2 separate regions of the Muntiacus reevesi genome follow, and region 1 is linked to region 2. Evidence: chromatin contacts called from public Hi-C data. All regions are on one chromosome and are shown on one strand. The core of a region is the stretch at or near the end of the contact, and the rest is flanking DNA. Distances in the headings are between cores, read along the strand shown.

The links. A called contact is a pair of places that touch in the nucleus more often than the background predicts.
Region 1: a Hi-C map of muscle shows a contact between it and region 2, with 4 times the contacts expected there. The contact joins the promoter of LRRC28 here to the promoter of MEF2A in region 2. A contact is called at or near these places in 2 of 3 Hi-C or Micro-C datasets (blood and muscle).

Annotation. Positions count from the first base shown.
Region 1 is chr15:6,521,241-6,528,639 of mMunRee1.1, reverse strand. It overlaps LRRC28 (leucine rich repeat containing 28), which reads left to right and starts at 1,897. Exons shown (of 9, transcript XM_065906676.1): 1 at 1,897-2,004; 2 at 5,545-5,772. The coding sequence starts at 5,605. TTC23 (tetratricopeptide repeat domain 23) reads right to left here and starts at 252. Exons shown (of 12, transcript XM_065906944.1): 1 at 7-252.
Region 2 is chr15:6,143,884-6,150,872 of mMunRee1.1, reverse strand. It overlaps MEF2A (myocyte enhancer factor 2A), which reads left to right and starts at 4,671. Exons shown (of 13, transcript XM_065905908.1): 1 at 4,671-4,806.

The DNA.
Region 1 (7,399 bases), core at 648-3,147, 380 kb before region 2:
TCTCACATCTCTCACTGTGTCGTAAAATCCTTTGTCAATTACCCTGTGTGCTTGAGAGTTGTCCGTTTCTTTTTCGATCGAATTACACAGTTGTCTTGGCAGCCTGATTTACCAGTTTGATCCAACGCTGTACTGGTTTTATCAGTTTGGTGATTCTTTTTACAGATTGAGCACCATGATAAAAGTCTAAAGTTGGGCAATTCCAGGCTAAATTGGAGCAGTCTTTTCCCGTAAAGCGACCTGGTACCACACTAAATTCCAGGGAGAATGAATGACAGATTATGCACCAATAGGGAGTGGAGAAGAGTATTTTGTCTAAGTTTGCAAACCAATCCTTGGGAGCCAGAGGAAGGAATTTTAAAACGGGGGTTGGTCTTTTCCTTGGAATTTTCTTAAAGTGGTATCACTGCCCGTTGATGTTAAAGTTTACCAAAGACTGCCGAATTACTGGTTTGGATTAGAGGATTCCCCTCGCCCACCTTGTTTTGAGTGAGGCAAAATGTGAAACTGGCACTTGACAAATTCAGACAACTTTTAAGAGTGTCCATAGGATAATATGGGCTTCCAAGGCGGCCCAGTGGTAAAGAATCTGCCTGCGATTCTGAAAACGCAGGTTCGATCACTATGTGGGGAAATGGCAACCCACTCCAGTATTCTTGCCTGGAAAATTCCATGGACAGAGGAGCCTGGCCGGCTATAGTGGGTGGGGTGGCAGAGTCCGACACCAGTGAGCAGGGCACACATAGGATAATATACTAATACAAAGAATCACATGGCTACTTTTGTGTCAGTTTCAGAAGGCAGACGTTATTTTGCCATAGGTCTTATTTTTACTTAGTGTAAGTCTGCTTTGCAGGTTATCTCTAACAGTAACTAAGTAAACCAATATAAATCTATAGTCAAGATTGCTTGACAATGAACCAGTAGTTTAATCAGCATCAAGCTTTTCAAAGAATAATAACAGTGGTTTCGTGAGAGGAAGTTTTTTTAAAAACTTCATTTCAGAAGAAACGTTGTCACACTAACAAGCAAGGAACTTTAAAAAGTATTTTTTTTTACTGTTTCCTAACAATGCTTGGATTTTTCTCTTTTTTTCGTTTTTACCAGCATGAAAGATTCTTCCTTTTATGACTCTTTCTGCTGACACGGGAATATTATTAAATATTTATTGACAGACTACTCAGTCATGCTAGGAACTGCCAGAGTACTTTACTTACTAAGTTGTTAGTGTCCTTTCCACGATCGTTTCTCGCAGCACACTTCAAGTATTTCAAGAGCAGAGACTGGGTTACTGCCTCAAGTTTGGAACGAACTTGCCAGCGCGCAGTGACTTCTTTTTATACTGTGCTTTAAGAAGCTTACTACTTGATCACTAACCTTGGCCACATTACAGAAAACCACCGGGTCTCCGTTTTTCATCCGTCAAACGAGTATAATAATAGTATTTGTGTCATAGGATTGCCATGAGTTAAGTGAGATAACCTGTGTACAGATCTTAGAACGTTGCGTGGTACACACTGGGTGTTATTAATTTCTCAACGTATGTATTGAACAGGAGGAGGAGTGCGTCAGTAAACGTAGGAACGAAAGAACTGATAAGTTACTGACGGTCCCTGAGGCCGGAGCCAGCTAAACCACCCTCTCAAAACTGAGCACTAAACTCCAGCTCAACGGTAACCTCTGAGGCCAGAGCCGGAAGCAAGGACCGAGTCGGAGGCGGGGCCAGTCGCAGAGAAGCCGCAGTTTTGACCAATAGGCACGCCGCTTGGAAAACGAGCATCTCGCTCGACCTATCGTAAGACGGCGACCACAGGGGCGTGTTATCGCGAGCTTCCTCTCCCGGGCTCGCTCCTCCCCCAAACCTCTGAAGAGAGGGTCCCGCCCCGCCCCGCCCCTTTTCGCTCGCGACCCGCCCCGTCGCCGCCGGCGCCCCGCCTCGCCTGCCGAGCCCCGGCTAGCCGTCCGGCGCCCCTCAGCTCGGGAGCGCTGGCTCCGCCGGCGGAGGTGAGTGTGGTGCTTCGGTCCTTCGGGTGCCTCACGTAGCAGTGCACTCTGGCCCGGCCCCTGGCCAAGCAGGCCGAGCCCGGCAGAGGCGTCGGGCCGCAGCAAGTGGACCCCGGCCCGAGCGGGCCCACCCGGGCCTCGGGTAGCCACTGCCGCCGGGCCCTCCTAGCCCTAGGTGGTAGCAGAATCCCTTCACTGGGACTGTGAAATCCTTTCTACTAGTCTCGCTGCTTCCAAAGTCTAACGGCGAGAGTGCTTGGTTAACTCGGCAAAATGGCATGTGTTTTGCCTGACTTCTGCTAGTCTTCTCAGTACTGAGAAAATAACCTTAACAAACGCTTTTAATGTACGATTTTAATCCTCTAATCTCCAGTATCAGGAAGTTGGAGTGGGTATTCCACCGAGTTAAGTATGGAAGTCAATCGAAGGTACACCTTTCCCTTTAAAACACACCTGCTTAAAAATGTGTGGAATTTTCTTAAGGTGGAAAGGTTTGTTTTCTTTAAACAGTAATAGAGTGGATTGGTGTTTACCTGTCAGAACACTCTTATGCAGATGCAGTTGTATACAGCTAGTATTAAGTGTATCATTTGCTTTTAATTGTAGATAAGAGGTACTGAAGGCAGTATGTGTGAGAAAATTATCCTGTACTACCAATGAATGCATTTGGAAAACCATTACCATTATTTATTATTGACAGCTTTCAGATTTCATTTGTGTAGATTTCATCTGCCAAACTGCATTTTAACAGAGTGTAATGACGTTTTTAAAGCAGTCAATGCCAACCATCTCTGCAGGATTAGAAGGGGAGCCATCAGGTTATGCTGTATTCTCTTACTGGATCTAACCATCAAGGAGTGTGGGCTCTGCCTTGTGGTCTTAAATTTGTGTAAGCTTTGCCTTCCGTTTAAATAGTAATAGGCAGAAACACGGGTCCTGCTGAAGTTCATGAAAGGCTACACTGTAGAACAACGCACAGGCTTTGAAGTCGTTCAGTTGGGTTGGAATTCTGAGGAGTTGCTCTCTGAGAAAACTCAGTTTCCTCATCTATAAAACAGGCTAAATAACATATCGCAATGCACAGTTTTAAGGATTGAGACATCAAAGCACATAGAAAACACTCAGCATATAGTATCTACAAGTATGTAAGTATGACCTTAGATCAGAGATGAAAAAAAAGTCTACCTTGCAGTGTTACTCACATGCCCTACTTTCAGCAGTTCATCAGCTGTTTGAGGGCCTGCTTTGCGATAGAAGCAGGTATACAAATGTGAAGAAAACAGCAGGATCTCTGCCCTCAGGAGCTCATGGTACAGCCTCTGGGCTAGATTGATAATAGATACATCAATAAATACAGAGATAATAAACTGTGGAGAGTTCTACAAAGAAAGAGGAAGAGAGAGTACTTTATTTGGGATGGAGATGTGATTTTACATTGAAACCTGAAGAGTGTTGAGACAGTGTTTTCAAGGCTCAGAGGAGAGCAGCAAGTGATGTGAGGAGTGCAGAACTCAGAAGCACTAGAGAAGCCCAGGACTGGTGAAAAACTAGGAAGGGTGCTGCCAGGCTGAAGGAGTGGGTGGGACCAGGTTGGGAAGAGCCCTCAATACCTGGTAAGTTTGATTTTTCTAAATAAACTTTTGAAGGTTTTTTTTTTTTTTTTTTTAAGAATTCATGTGACTAGGGAGTGAATTTACCTGAGAGAGAGAGGGAGACACAATTGGATTTACTCTTTTAAAAGCTCCCTGCTAAGTGATTAACGTATTACAGAATGACTAAACACAGGGAGACCAGTAAAATATATGATCAGGCAGGAGATGACTGGTTTTCTATTTTGGCAGATGGAGAAATGTGGATTGAATTGAGGTGTATTTTGGAGATGGAAACCATAGGCCTTGTGATGGATTGGAGGTGGTGGGTGGAATCATTCTTGACTTCAGGCTTTCCTGGTGTTTGGAACAACTGGGAGAGAATTGGATAGGTGATGAAAATAAAAGAACTCTTATTTGAATGTGTTGTTTGAGGTGTTTCTGAGACAGCTAAACTGCTTCCAGTTTACCATTTAAGTGAATAATTACCCAGAAAACTTCCCTTTCCAAATAACAATCATCAACGTTATTTCTAGCCTCATTCTCCTTGCTTCATAGGGAGAGAATTAAGATGTGGAAAGATTATCTTGTTTAGAGTCATGTAATATGTCTCATAAAAATAGGTAAGTGAGTAGCTAGTATAAAAATGGGAAGGTATTGGACTCTCATGCTCCATTGGGGAGATTTTTGAGTACTCCATATTCTCTTGCCTTTTATATAAAATAGCAGGTACTTTCCTATTAGGAATTAGAGTTTGGAAATAATAGAATATAAACAAAAAGTTAACCAAACACTGCTTATTGAAAGCTTACGTTACTATGTTTGTGCTAATTTGGTGTCAATTCTCAGTGAAAATTTTTCTTAAGAAAAAACATTTTCTTTGAAAGGTATTTTCCTTCGGAGAGTTTGAGGAAGGGTGCCCAAGTAAACGAGAGCAGAATCTTTGAACAAAGCTCAACTTGTTTTTAGTGTTTTAGCATTTCCTTAGTATCTTGTAGAATCCTGTTGGTCTGTGTGTGCAAAGACTTCAGTCTGGACACCCTTCCCCACCCAAAGGAAAAAAAATCCTTTATTCCCTTATGAGCTGCTTGACCTTGGGCAGATTATTGTAGCTCTGAGCTTGTTTCTTTTTGTGGTGATTGTGAAGTTTGTTTCTGCCCTGTGTCTAATTGATAAGATGGCAAATCTTATTTCTCTTCCTACCCATGTCAGTTTAGAGCTAGAAGGGAATTTAATCTGTTCTGGGTTCTGGCCCTTACCAATAAATTGCTGTCTCCATTTTATATGTTAGGCAGCTGAAGCCCAGAGAGGTTGTAATAGAAAAGTACAGAATTCTTATTTCCTAGGGCAGTATTTCTTCTTTCATTGAAATAATAAAGTGAAACTATGTTCCCAGGCCTGTTTCTTTGCTACTGCTGATAATCTGCAAAGCTAAGAAGAAAGAAAAGAGGATGAGGAGAAAAGAAAGAAAATATTACAATATAGAACAATATTTAGATAGTTAGAAGTGCAGAAAATGAAGCTGTAAATGATCTAGTCATAGTTTATATAGATTTAAGTATTTTAAAAATATTTTAAGTTAAAGACAAAATGAGATAGGAAGGAAGGAAATGGCTTTGCTGTGTCTGATTTTTAAGCTCTTTCTTCAGTTATGTGTTATGAAACTGGTCTCTGTTCTCTTAGATAGGGATTCCTATCTCAATTTCAAGAACTATTTTTTCAAATAGGACTATTCTACTAAGTAGTAAATATTGTTTAAATAGAGTACTTTTTAAAATTAAATAGTTATTCATTTTAATCTTTTAAATATGTATGAAAATTTAGCTGCTATGAAATGAAAATGTAGGAATTGATGTATAACTCTCTTTTTAATGTCTGCAAATAGCTATATATGTTAACTGGCAACTTTTGTTACCAGTATCATAATTTTCAGGTTTTTTGTTCTCTTTAGAAATGGACCAATTTTGACAAGATGTAGTACTGCAGTGTGCCTGATGGAATATGTTCAGCCATGGCATCCGAACTTTGTAAGACGATCTCTGTGGCAAGGCTGGAAAAGCACAAGAATTTGTTCTTAAATTACAGGAATCTGCAGCATTTCCCATTGGAGTTACTGAAAGATGAGGGACTACAGTACTTGGAGAGACTCTACATGAAAAGGAACTCCCTTACAACCTTGGTACAGTATTACATTACGTTTTTTAAAAGTTCTTTATAATGTAGTCCTGATCAAGATATGTTTTATGTTTCTTAAGATATCCAGAACCAAGATGTATATCCCCTCTTATTGTATAAACATGTAATAAAAGTCCATATACAGTGGGTTCTCCTTAGGTGGAAATTCACTATCCAATTCCTGCAGTTACAAAGTTGCAGGAGTTGTATAGGAAAGCAAAATATTCACTAATATACCACTTAGTCCCACACGCTAATACATATAAGATAGATAACCAACTAGGACTTACTATATAGCACAGGGAACTCTACTCAATATTCTGTGATAACCTATCTGAGAAAAGAATCTGAAGAAGAATGAATATATATGTGTGCACAGCCAGATCACTTTGCTGTACACCTGAAACTAATGCAACATTGTGAGTGAACTATACTACAATAAAATTAAAAAAAAAAATCAGTCCCCATTCAGAACCCCTCTGAACTTAAGTCTGTGTGTCTCTCTGGGCCTGTGCTTTCTTTGTGTGTTAAGATTCCTAAATGATTATGAATGTTACAGTATCCAACAGACCAGTTAAAAAGTAAAGAAGAGAAAGGCCAACAAGGATGACTCTGATTTAGAGGTGTTTAAAAAGATAATGATTTGAAGATTAAAATATGAAAATTAGCATTAGGCTTGATGTGTTTTGAGTATTTTGAAAAACTCCAAAACCAAAGAATCTCCATGATTGCACTGTGAAAATCAAACGACTTTGAGCTATCATCTAATTTATTGGGGAAATTTTTGCCACAAAAGTCAACATTTTATGATATTAAAAAAACTAAAATATTTTTCAAGAGAATGTCTCTGTCAAACTTTTTATTCCCACTATTTACTGTGATATTTGGTCTCTGTTTTAAATGAATTTGCTTTATGTGGACTTTTTTGATTATCATTGAACCTCATTTAAGTTTTTCACGTTGAATTCTAGTTCTTATTCATATTAGATGATTTATGAAGTCTTGTTGTTTCTTTGTGAATGGACCCGTTCTTCATTCCCTTCCCTTAAAGTATCTGAATATCTGAAAATATACCTTACTGGCTTCATATATATGGAGTGTTTTTCTGGAAAAGTTTTATTTAATCTGTGTAAAATACCTGCAGTGTATAGAAAGCATTATAAATTTTGCTTATTTTTGCTGTGTCTGAAAGTAAATGTAAATATATCTTTCATTTTTAGTCTTTGGCATATTGGTGTATGGGGCTTCCCAAGTGACACTAGTAGTAAAGAAACCGCTTGCCAATGCAGGAGACATATGTGATGCAGGTTCAATCCCTGGGTCAGGAAGATCCCCTGGAGGAGGGCATGGCAACCCACTCAAGTATTCTTGCCTCGAGAATCCCATGGGATTGCAAAGAGTTGGACATGACTGTAGCAACTTAGCACACACACGTATTGATGTACATGTTATTTTGCATGCCTAATTAGATTTTTTCAAATTAAATTTTTCACTTTTCAAACCTTAATAATCTATATAAAATCATATTAATCCTTTTTGCAAGATCATCACTCCATAAAGTGAAACCATATTTATGTAGTGTTTTTTTACCCCCTGTGGAGAAGAAGTGGTGTAAGAAATAATTTGTCAAG
Region 2 (6,989 bases), core at 3,422-5,921:
AAAGAACTTCCTTGCTTTCTGGCATGATAGGTTTATCTAGTTGTTTTTTTTTTTTTTTCCCCTGAAATCAGTCACTTCCCTAAGGATCCCTGGTTCCTTTTATTGGAAAATGGAATTTAGATCTGGGTGTTTATCATGAAACTTGCAATAGAAGAGGAATGCACAAAATGTCTCTTTCTTTCACACACACATTCAAGATTTTAATGCTAAAGAACTTGAGGTGTACACTTCAGTACAGACTGGATTATTTCTTTAGCTTTAGGCTTAATTTAAAATGTGGCATTTTGATTTTCTGAAATATTTACAACTCATTAGATCTTATGTCAGATTTATAAGTAAAATTTACTGGTAGAACTTTACAAGAAAGATGTTTCTCTTAAATGTGATATATCTCAACAAGACACAAATCCTTACACAAAGTTAAATTTGCTAATTTGGAACACATTTGAAACCTTCAAGACATCCTGAAAAATATTTATTAAGGCATTTTGACTGGTTCACACAATAATTAATAAATACCAATTTTGTGTAAGAGTGGGGGACACAAGATTGAATATGGCATGGCCCCTATCTTCAAGTAGCTCACAAGCTGAAATCCTCCGGGGGCTTTTGTATTTTACCTGTTTCAGATAAACTTGCTTTTTCCTCCCTATAAATTTTTGTTTTGTTTTTACTGTCCATTCCTCTCATTGTTATTCTTCTGATCCACAGTTATATCTGTTTTTTCCTCCAGCCCATATACCTCAGTTTCAAAACTCTGCTTAAATTTCTCCTCCTCCAGGAACCCCTCCCTATATTGTCCAATCTTATCTAGCTGTATCTTTTTCCAGCCCCACAAGGCTAGGGATAATTTGTCCCACAGGCATGTCAATTCAACATGAGGAGACTGGAACTCATCATACTCCCCTCATCCAGTCCCCTCAACCTCACTTTTCTCCAGTGTCTTCCACTTAAACGATGCTGCAATTATCCACTCAGGAGCCTAAGCCAGAAACCGGGAAGCAGCTGAGTCTCCTCTGCTTTCCCTGATCCCAGATTCAAAGGTCAAGCAGCAATCAGTTCTCCTTCCAGCTCCACGTTTTGCTTCTGCCCTTTCCTTACCACCAGGCAACTGTCTTCAGACAGGCCCTCTTTCTTTCTTATCTCATTTGCAATTTGTCTTAAACAGGTCTTCTGAAAAGCAGATCCCAAACCACGAATTTTGGTGCATGTGGTTTATTTGGGAGGTGATCCTGCAAAGGGCTGTGGGGGAGTTGGAAAATGAGACGTGGGAAGTGAGAGGAGACATCAAAAAGTGTGCTAATGAGTGGATCACCATTGAGGATAAGGGGCTTAATCCACTGGGATCTCTGAAACTCTGAGGTACATGCCTCAGAATTGTCTTCATAAGGTACGAGCAAGCTGGTGTGTCTATCTACTGACCCAAGCAAGTCCTCTCTGTTGGGCCAGAGCCTCAACAGAGAAACAGGAAGCCATTAGCATGTGTGGGGACAGTCTGCGGAGATATCTGGGGTTGGAAGGACAGAGGTTCTGACAGCAGCGGCTAAACCGCCAGGGCCTCCTAACTGGTTGTCCTGCCTCCAGTCTTGCTCCCTCCCATCCAACGCCACTACTGCCCTCAGGAATCCTTCTAAAATGCCCAATAGATCTTGCTATTCACCTGCTTGAAATCTGTCAAGGCTTCCCTTTGCTTTCAGAAAGAAATCCAAATGGCCTGACTTGATGGGCTAAAGCTCTCTCCGGTCTCACTTCTGACCGCTCTTCCAGGTTTGTCTCCCACCGCTCCTCAGAGCTTGATCAGACCCCAGGCTCCAGGCATACTGCACTAGCTATAATTTCTCTCTTGAGCCAAACTCACGGGGTCCTTGCACACAGCAGTTCCTTTGCCTATAGGCTGCTCAAACATATTTAACAAACATTTGACTGTCTACTACATGTCAGGCACTGTACTAGATATAGCAGGTCAATTAAGGAATAAATCACATTTTTTGTCTTCAAGGGGCTTACTCACCAGAAGGAAGGAAACAGACATACATACAGAAATATTTACACTTCAACTAGGCACTGTATTAGAGAAAAGCTATTAGAGAAAATGAAGCCTAATGGAGACCTGATAGACGCAAAGGGGTTTATCCTATAGACACAGAAAATAGCCTGGTGTGTGATTCCTATTTCTGAATGGGGATGGTGAGGTATCTGGCAGGAAAGGCTGAGGGTAAGGCTGACCAGTGGTCTGAGATCTCTGCCTCCCAGGGAGCTTGGGCTTTATTCTTCAGATCAAGACATAATGAGAGGACCCCTTTTCATCCTTCTTGAACGCTTTTTGATTCACTGTGGGGTTGCCTCCTCTAAAACTTCCCTAATTCTCTTCCCCTCTTAGATATTCATCTTCTGTGCTCTTCTAGTCTCCTTGGAAACCCCTCTCTGGGTGGTTATCAAGCTGGCTTGTGTTTTAAGGTGTACCTCCCCCATGGCCTGCCAGCCTCTTTGAAGGAAGGGCTGCTCCTTCTCACCTCTATATCACAGTGCCTGGTACAACGTGGAGCCCCTTCAGTTGAGACACACTTGGACACCTAAGAGCTTTAAGGAGGACAGAAAAAGTTGGAGGACTAAGAGATGCTGCTCTTTGGAAGTTCCTCTGAAGCCATAGGCACATGATCTATGCCCAGCTTGAGTGCAGCAAACTGTTGGAGACACCGGACTTCAGACACATGCTTCTGAGACCATAAAGGCTGTGATAATTTCCTGAGATTGGTTACTTTAGTTACAGATAACAGTGATTATGGTTTGCTAATGGATTTTACAATAGTTGTGCTCTAGAATTCTTAAACTTTCCCTTTTTCCTTTCTTCTTCCCTCCCTCCCTCCTTCAATTTTTAGACAAGGGCTTTGATTGGGGGGGGGGGCAGTTGGGGAAAGAGATGCTCTTATGCAACACAGATACTCTTCATTTCTGCTTTGGCTAGACTCAAAGCCAAGTTCTCTATCTGACTTTCTGGAATGACCAGTAGCACTGAAAGGGTAGGAGGCGGGCAGTCTGAACTGAGTCTTATGTGCCTCCAAGAAGGTCAGCTTCTGCCAAGGGTGGTAGATGGGAAGGAACAATGAGAGTATGAAAAACTCTTTCAGAAAAAATTGTTCTCATTGTCCCTCTTCTCCTTCCAGGATGAAGAGTAAGTGAATGAGGGAAGCCATCACCCACCGGCTCTCCACCTCACCTTTTTCTGAAGGAAAACTGTTCAACTCTTCTGTTTTCTTAGAGCAGAGAAGTCAAATCCAGCTGGATCTGCAGCTTCTGGCAGGTTAAAAAGTGTGCATTTCCACATGGTTTGCAGGGTCACACCAAATTCTAAAGTGTTTTTTTTTTTTTAAACTTCCCTGCTGCTGATTCCTCGGAACACATTGTGGGGCTCTGAGCAGAACTCCAAGTTCATCTGCCAGTGTCTGATGTCTGCGTGTCCCTTTTGCGTTCTCCCCAGGAGGTTGCCTTGTCCTTGAGGGCGGAAGCCTGCTAGTCTCCAGCTTCCTTTGAAACTTCCCAGTTTCTCTACCCATAGCCTCTGCGAATCTGCTCACTCACCCCAACCACTTTGTTTTCAAGTGCCTTGGGAATGAATTTTTCATCTTCAAACGAATATAATTATTTGGCTTTGTGTCCACTGCATAGGTGCAGAGATAGGCAGCGTGGCTGTAGAAACGCCAGGGGAGCAGCCTTCACGATGCAAAGACCACAACGGCTCACCTCCTAATGACCTCCCTCGACAAAAATCAACAGCTCCCCCCACACATCTCCTTCGCACCTCTCTCAGAAAAGGCAGTATGCAGGGTGGTCAGGAGTTCAAGTGCTCAGTGCTCTCTGTAACCTCCGAAGGTCACTTCAGCACTCGAGCTTCCTTTTCCTCCTATGTAAAATGGGAATAGAAACTGAATCTACTTCATAGGGATGTTGTAAGGATGACGAGATATCAAATGCAAACTATTCGCACAGTTCAGCGCTAAAGGTATACCAGCTGTGCCTACTAGCAACTATTACTAGTAGTAAAGACTAGTAGGTTGCGTCTCTCTTGGGACGCAGGGAGCCTGGCCGACCACCCAGAAAGGGGTCGCTCGCCTTCCACGCCGCTTCAAGTCCCGCCGTCTAGGGGGCCTGGGTTCCACCGCACTCGCTCAGGGCGGGTGGCCCGGCGGCCGCTCGGGCGAAAACACAGGTGCGGTACTGGCCGCACCGAGGCCGTGGGCGCGGCGAGCGGAGCCCGCGGGGCGCCGTGGCGAGCGGAGCCCGGGGGCGCCGAGCGCGGCCCGCGGGCGGGGGGTCCGGTGGCGGCTCCAGAAGCTCGGCGGGCGGGGCCCGAGCCCTCCGGAGCGACGCCGCCTGGCACCGGACTCGCGGCCACGGCCGGGCGCGCGCCCCGACGCCGGCCCCACCCCCGGGAGCCCCGCCCCCCGGCGCCCCGGGCTGGCCGGAGCGGGCGGCCGCGCGAGGCGACCCGCCACGCGCCTCGTCACTGGAGCCGCTCCCGGCCGGGCCCCGGCGGCTGGTCTGGGAGGCCGCCGCGGGGGAGGCGGGGGCTGCAAGGCGCGACGCCGCCGGGCCGCCCCGCCCTGGGAGGCGCCCGAGCCCTCATCAAGTGACCAATATCCCTTCCAGGAGAACACGGTCCTTCTGAGGGAAGCGGGCTCCGGCGCGCAGCCCCGGCGCCAAACCGCCGTCATCTCCTTCCTGTGCCGGGTGATTCGTCTCCTCACCCACCCGAAAAAACATAGTCCGCCCCGCGCGCCTTTGTGGGGCAGTGCTCTTCCTCACACGGTACGGCTCTCCCGGCCCATAACCTTTGTTTTCCCCACTCCAAGTGCTCCGGGCCCCACCAAGAGGATAACTCAGCCCTGAGAGGAAACCTGAAGAGAGACGCTAGAGAGGGAGCAAGAAGGCAGGGAGAGGCGAGCCTGGCGGAGGAACACAGAGGGCCGTGGAGAAGTGCGCACGCGCGCCGACGGAACGAGTTCCGGTCTGGCCGGGGCCTGTCTCCTAAAAATAGCCCCGGTGTGGGGATCCGTGCGCGGATGTCCCGGCGAGTCCGGGGCTGAAGGAGGCGGCTCCGGGCGGCGCGGAGCGCGGGTGGCGGGCCCTGGCTGCGGCGTGTGTGCGCCCGCCCGCATTCGCCGGAGACCGGGTGAGGGCCGCTGGTGACAGGGCTCGGTCGGTGGGGTCGGTGGGGTCCTAGGGGGCTGCGTCTCCGCGAGAGGACCGGGTGAGGGCTGGGGGGCGCCGGGGCGGGGGGCGGCGCCGCTCGGGAGGGGCGCTCGCGGGGCCCCCGGGACGGCGGCGAGGCGCCGCGTCCAGCTGGAAGGGGCCGGGGCGGAGGCGCGCTGCGGCGAGCCGGGTGGGGTGCGGGGAGGCGGCGAGCAGTGGTCGCGTCGGGGTCGGCGCCTCCTGTGGAGGTGGGGGCGGGGTGCCCCGAGGGCGGGCCCGCTGGCTGAGGGGCGTCGCGGGCCGGCTGAGGGAGGCGCGGCGGCGCGGGCTAGGCGCTCGGAGCCTCCCGGGGCGCACGTCGCGTCTGGGGCTGGGGGGCGGTGGCGGACGTCGCCTCCTTGAAAGTTGAGGGAGTTCCCTGGGGGTCCGGAGGCTCTCTGTGGGGAAACGCCCGCGGGCCGTTTTCTTAATCTTGCCGTGCTAGGCAGGGGTCTCCCCGAAGCGACTGACCCCTGGTGCAGGGGGCGTTTTGCGCTCTTGTTGGACTCAGAAGTTCCCTCACTTCTGTTTTGGATGAAGGTTGGTCTAACGGAACGGAACTCTGTGTGTGTGTGTGTGTGTGTGTGTGTTTGTGTGTGTGTGTGTCACTGACCGGTTCGGTACTTGGGGCCAGAAGGTGGCCTGGACCTGGGGGCACCTGCGGGTGTGGATTCCCGACGGTGCGGGGAAACGTCGCGGGGGGAAGGGGCTGCATAGGGAACCGCTTGCTGCCCCCGACACGTCCGTCCAAAGTAGATCCCGGGTCGCAGGGAAGGTTTTCTGTGATGGAAACTTTGTCCTTTAGTTCGATTCCGTCTGTCTTTGATCCATGAGGATCCCTTGGTAGGTGAGATAGTATAAACAAGTTTGGAAATGGTGAGCGTTTCTGAACTAGAAAAAACAAGTTGCTGTGTGCCGCGCCCCCCCCCCCCCCCCCCAAAATGTCACTGTAAAAATGTCCTCAGACCTGATGACTGATTGCTGAGATAAGAAGCGAGCATCCTGTCAGGATTCGGTAGGGATCCATGTGTGGATTGAAGAGTCATAGCACAGTGTTAACCTGCATTTTAGTGTACAGTGAGATTGTGATTCTAATATGTGTGCTTTTAAAAAGGCCTGCTGTGGTGTGTTAAGAGTTATGTGTATTTTTAAAAAAATATTGTCAGAAAATTGTCAAGTTTTAGTGCAGTATGTTTTCCATGTGTATTTTTTTTTTTTTACTAAATGGAGAGAAGTTTCTCTAAAGCTGTAATTAGGTGTACATTACACAAGAGCACTTTTCCTTTAAGAATCCAGCTGTGTTGTTTTGGCAACTGCCAAGTACTCCAGTTGTCAGTTTTAAAATCTGTCTTACCTTGGCAGTACTTGTACAGTCTGTGGCAAAGGTAAACAATATAGCTTAAAGATTTTTTTCCCTGCAAACACAGAAATGGCATTTATTTTAGTATGAATTTAAGAAATGAGGCTAAAACAACTCTTGTTTATTATGACTTTTTAAAATTTATTTATTTTTTTTATTTTTTATTTTTATTTTATTTTTTTTTAATTATGACTTTTTATGTACATCTTTTGGTTTGTTTTTGGAGTTATAAGTCTTTACTCATGTCTTTTCCTGTTAAAGGCAGCTTTTGTTTTAGGAAAAAAGTCAAAAATGTCTTCACTGAAGTGGATGACAATTTTAGTTAGACTTTATATCAAACAATGAACACATGTTATGTGTCTAGTTCTATATGATGATTCACTAACCGATTCTGGAATCA